Regions from separate parts of the Hordeum vulgare genome. Here region 1 is linked to region 2. A link is a contact called in public Hi-C data. All regions are on one chromosome and are shown on one strand. The core of a region is the stretch at or near the end of the contact, and the rest is flanking DNA. Distances in the headings are between cores, read along the strand shown. Region 1 holds the start of LOC123444530 (casein kinase 1-like protein HD16). Region 2 holds the start of LOC123440315 (beta-glucuronosyltransferase GlcAT14A-like).

The links. Hi-C and Micro-C count contacts between places; a contact is called where the count stands out from the background.
Region 1: a contact with region 2 is called in a Hi-C map of leaf, with 4 times the contacts expected there. The contact joins the promoter of LOC123444530 here to the promoter of LOC123440315 in region 2. A contact is called at or near these places in 1 of 6 Hi-C or Micro-C datasets (leaf) and 1 of 1 datasets of contacts at active chromatin or transcription factors (embryo).

What each region holds. Positions count from the first base shown.
Region 1 is chr3H:505,685,825-505,688,552 of MorexV3_pseudomolecules_assembly, reverse strand. It overlaps LOC123444530 (casein kinase 1-like protein HD16), which reads right to left and starts at 1,281. Exons shown (of 18, transcript XM_045121270.1): 1 at 1,020-1,281; 2 at 1-346. The coding sequence starts at 311.
Region 2 is chr3H:505,313,155-505,315,854 of MorexV3_pseudomolecules_assembly, reverse strand. It overlaps LOC123440315 (beta-glucuronosyltransferase GlcAT14A-like), which reads left to right and starts at 1,281. Exons shown (of 2, transcript XM_045116889.1): 1 at 1,281-2,100; 2 at 2,197-2,700. The coding sequence starts at 1,542.

The DNA.
Region 1 (2,728 bases), core at 32-2,531, 370 kb before region 2:
ACAACCTTATCAGCAAATTCCTCGATGCGCTGTGGACCACCCACAGCACCTCCACCAACAGCAGCTCCAGGAAGAACACCAAAAGGCTGGTCTGGATCCAAGTCAATCACAGGAACACCTCTCCCTCTTCCTCCTGCCCTTCCCCTCCCTGATCCTCGGCCTCCACCTCTCCCACCCCTTCCTCTTCCGCGTCTTCCTGCCACCGTAGGCGCTGTCACTGCCAAGTTCTCTGCCGGGTCCTGTACGTCGGGATCCTCAGCCTTCCTCGACTTCAACCGAGATTGTCGAACTCCACTACGCAACTCTGGCATCCTTTCTCCCCATGCACTTCCTACCACATACTAATCTGCCACTCGAAATCAACAACAGCATGGGTTAGCACAAACATACTACATTCTACCAGCGAGCAATCAAACACAACTTACTGCTTAAAACATGAAATCCCACATCCAGGATAAAAAATATTTATCAAGCCTGTAGAAAAACGGTTCTCCTTTCTACTACTCCATAGCCACCCAAAACAGCTGCACAAGGTCACGGCCCTTGTTTCTTCCCCGGCCGCAAATCTAACACCACGAACTACGACATAGATTCGGCCACCAATGTTCCAAAACAGTACTCATCCCCAAATCCTATCCTGATCTCTTCGACACAGATTTCCCTCACCAGAACCGATCAAAACCTAGGCGCAACACCCACATACGCGTCGCCGCGTCATCGGGACCCGTCCGATCATCCCGGAAAACCGTGGCCCAAGCCAGCCGCCGCCACAGGGACACGCGCAGCAACCCAAATTTGCGCCACGGAAACAGGGAGATCGGCGGGCGCGGGAACGACCCCCGCGCGATCGGACGCGATGGACTGGAAGATCGGACTCCCAGGAGGCGATCGCCCGCGGCCGCGGCCGCCGCAGCCGCCGACACGGGAGGCAATCGACGACGCACGCGGCACCGGGCGATCGGAGAGAGGGGAAGAAGACGGGGACGGGAAGGGCACGGAGTGCGGGACTCGGCGCTCACCTTGGGGGTGGAGACCGTGCGGCGGCGGCGGCGGCGAAGAGGAGGCGGCGGGGAGAGGGGGAGGTTGGTGTTTGGTGCCCCGCAGAGGCGCACACACATACACGCACGCCGCTGTGGCTGTCTGGACTGGAAGGGAGAGGAGGAGGCTTTGGCTTTTTGAAGCCTTCGCCTTCGCCTTCGCGTTTTGCGTTCTTTCTTTTTTTTTTCGTCCCAAAAAATTGTTTTCCTCTGTCAGTCGCTTGGATGGGAGGCAGGGGCTGAATGCTCATGCGTGCGTGCTCGCTCCGGCTGGATTTAAGGGACAGGATTAGCCTCGGGGGAGTCATGGATAACGTGGTTTGCCCGGTGGGCCCGGCAGGTGTCTACTACCAGCATGAGCGAGATTTTTCGCTTATGAGTTTTTCTTATAATATCTTTATCTTTACCTATTAATAAAGCAAATATAGCTTCTGTCGTCCGTTATAAAAAATACCCCTAAAATTTGCGTGAATTACCTCTTGTGCCACCAGTAAGTGAAAACACCGATTCGTTAGCTCTTCTATTTAATTCAAGACCGCAGTCCCGCTACCTCATTACAAGCAGATGGTCTGTGCTCTAGGTTCCACCCTAGAGACCACGGTTCGAATCCTCCTTCTCCCACCTTTTCTCACTCGGCGGGCCCAGCCTTTAGCTTTTTTTTCTTCTTTTTTCAGTTCTTCTATGTTTTTTTCTTTTTTTTCTTTTTTGGCATAAACTTTACAAAAATATTAATCATGGATTTAAGAAATGTCAAACTTATAAACAAAAAAGTTCCAATGTACAGTACGTAGGGATCATAAATAGTATACTTTTCTTTTATTTTGAAAATATTGATCATGTATTTAAAAAACTTTAAATGTGCATAGAAAATGTTTTTGATGTATAAGTATACAAAAATAAACAATGTGTATGGAACAAAGTAGACATAAAAATATATAAATTTTTGAAAATGTTAATCGTGTATTTGGAAAATGTCAAACATGTATATAAAAAATGTTCATGATGCATAAAAAACATGTAGGCTGTATAAAAAAAGTTGACATCAAAACTAAATATGTTTTAAAAATGTTAACCATGAAATTGAAAATATCAAACGTGTATATATAAAATGTTTCTGATGTCACCCGCAAAAAAAATGTTTCTAATGTACTCTCTGCGTCCTAAAATAATTGTCTCAACTTTGTACTAGCTTTAATACAAAGTTGTACTAAGTTTGTAAACGAGGAAGTATAAAAAACTGAGCAATGATGCATTGATGCTTATACAAACTTTATGTAAACCAATGGCTTAGATTTGATTTTTCATATTGTTTTAAACTGTTTTGCTAATGATTTTTTTTAAGTATATCGATGTTGATATGCAACCTTGAACATTTGGCATGCATGTACTTACAACTTGATTGTTTTCGATGGAGCTGTCTAATATGTTTGCAACCAAATTAAGACAACCTTGAACATTATATCAGCAAGACAAAAATAGTGCTCTTATGCATATGCTATCATTAATTAATAAAACATACTTCACTATTTTCATCGTAATGGAAATATTTGTGGGCATCACCGAGGAGGAGAAAGACCATGCAACTTGAAACATCAAGTAAGATCATATTCATGTTTACTTATTATATGTTCATTAATAATATAAGTTCACATGACATAAATTTAAATTGTTTGGAATACCTGTACGCAATA
Region 2 (2,700 bases), core at 32-2,531:
CCTCCTCCCATCATGTTCATGTAACCACCCATGGCACCTCCCATGCCTCCACCCTTGACAACAAAGCCCTCATCGTCCACATCAAGATTGTCATCATCATATTGGGTTTCATATTCTTATGACGCATACATGTAATCATCATTTGCCACATTTGTCGCGTGCATGAAAGCTTCATCATCAAGACTACAAAAGGACGCACAAACAATCAAAAACACATACAATTTGAAACAACAAACGAGAGGACAACCAGAAAATTTATACACTTGCGACATTTCGTCGAACATGTTGGAGGCGGTGGCCGTCGGCGTGGCCACATCGTCCTCCACAGCCGGCGGTGGCGGCGGGGGAGGTTGAGGAATGGATGTAGGGCTGCTGGAGGAGGCCGCCGACCGCATCGGCTGCGATTCTTCACCCCGAGCCGCCGCGGCCGCCTTGGAGAGCTTCATCGGGCGTGTAGAACTGTCGGTCGGGTTGCGACTGCGGTTGGCCGCCCGTTTTCCGCCTCTTCGTCCCTTCGTCGGCTTCCCTGCCGACGCGGTGGCCACCGGCCGAGGCGACGCTAATCCGGGCCGACGGGCGGGGGGCGGCGGCATGGCAGCGGTTGCGGGCGAGATGGCAGCGACGGCAACGGTGGCGGCCACGTGGGTCAGCCCACCGGCTGCGGCGGCGGCGGAGAAGGCGACGGGGTCGTCGCCTTCGGCCATGGCGGCGCCGGACAGCTAGGGGCGGTGGCGGCCGGGCGGGAAGCGGGCGGGCAGACGCGGGCGGGAGGGCGGGGAGGAAAATGAAGTGGCGGTTGGGCGTTCGCGGGCGGCAACTGGTTTTGGACCAGATGCACCTCGTGATGTAAATTTGCACCGCGAGGTGTTGCGTTTTACATCACGAGAAGGCCACGGTCTAATTTTTTTTTACATATGAATCGTCTGCTGGAGAAGCTTTTTTTGCCTCGGACAGTCCAAAAGTTAGGTATTTTTACATTTGGACCGTTTATTAGAAATGCTGTGATGTGCAACGCGCTAGCTGCCTCTTCTCCTACGACTGCCGTGTGTACGCAAACCCACCTTGATCGTGCACGCGCGACGGCCGGCCGCTATCTAGACGTCGACATGCCTATCCTCCATGCATCGGCTATCAATGATTGAGATGCTGGGCCGCTCGGCGACATGCCCGCCCGGCCTGCCGGCTCGCGCCTCCTTGGAAGCACGTCCTCTCCTTTGTTATTCATAGATCGACCATACATACATACAGTTCATGTTAATTTCCATACCATATCTCACAACAATATAGAACAAGAGACCAAGGGAACAGATAGAAACCAAGAAATCAAGAGGAGATATCTTCTCCGTCCATGTCCATTTTAATTAATCATCGGCACTTCCCGGTGGCGTCAGTGCTTATGTGCTGCCTCTCCATGATCGATCCCAACCTAACACAAGCGTTGACACCAAGAAGCCAAAGAGGGCTGCTACTAGTACGGGACCGCCGGTGACCATTCCACCGGCACACGCACGGCCGCGAGAGGGTCTGATCGAATACACGCAATGCCTCGCGCTTCCTGGCTGCTGACGTGCTCTCCGTGCGCCGGGCTCGCTTCGCTGGCCGCGCTCACCACCGGCCTGCTGCTCCTCGCCTACGCGTCGAGCTCCTTCCTCAGGCATGCGGCGTATGGGTACGACGACCCCTACAGCCCGGACGCCGCCGACGCGGCGTCCACGGCGCTGCCGCCGACCATCCCAAGGCGCGGGGCCGGGTACCCGCCGGTGCTCGCGTACTACATCTCCGGCGGGCACGGCGACTCCGTCAGGATGACGCGGCTGCTCAAGGCCGTGTACCACCCGAGGAACCGGTACCTGCTACACCTAGACGCCGGCGCGGGCGCGTACGAGCGGGCGAGGCTGGCCGGCTACGTCAGGTCGGAGCAGCCGTTCCTCGAGTACGGGAACGTGCACGTCGTCGGCAAGGGGAGCCCCGTCGACGGCCGCGGCCCGTCCGCCGTCGCCGCCGTGCTGCGCGGCGCCTCCGTTCTCATCAGGCTTGGCGCCGACTGGGACTGGCTCGTCACGCTCGCCGCCACGGACTACCCGCTCTTATCGCAGGATGGTGAGCTGCAACCCGTCACGTCTCGTCATTTTCCCTACTCCGGTTGATGATCTCTTCATGTCACTGACAAAACCAATTGTACCGTACAACGCGCAGACCTTCTCCACGCCTTCTCCACCGTGCCGAGGAACCTCAACTTCATCGACCACAGGATGGACTCCGAGACGGCGCCGGTGGTCGTCCTGGACCAGAATCTCCTCCAGAACACCAACGCCGAGATCTCCGTCTCGTCGGGGCACCGTCCGAAGCCTGACGCGTTCGAGCTCTTCAAAGGCTCTCCATGGACGATACTGACCCGGGCCTTCGTGGAGCACTGCGTGGTGGCTCCAGACAACCTCCCGAGGACGCTGCTCATGTACTTCAGCAATGCCCTCAACCCCATGGAGTTCTACTTCCAGACGGTCATGGCCAACTCGGCGCACTACAAGAACAGCACCGTCAACCACACCTTCCGGATCGCCGTCCCGGACGCAGCGCTGCCTCACTCGTCGAGGTACGATGCCGTGGTGAGCAGCGGCGCGGCCTTCGCCGGCCGATTCGGTGACGACGGCGACGAGGCGCTGCTGCAGAGGATAGACGAGGAGCTGCTCAGGCGGCCGC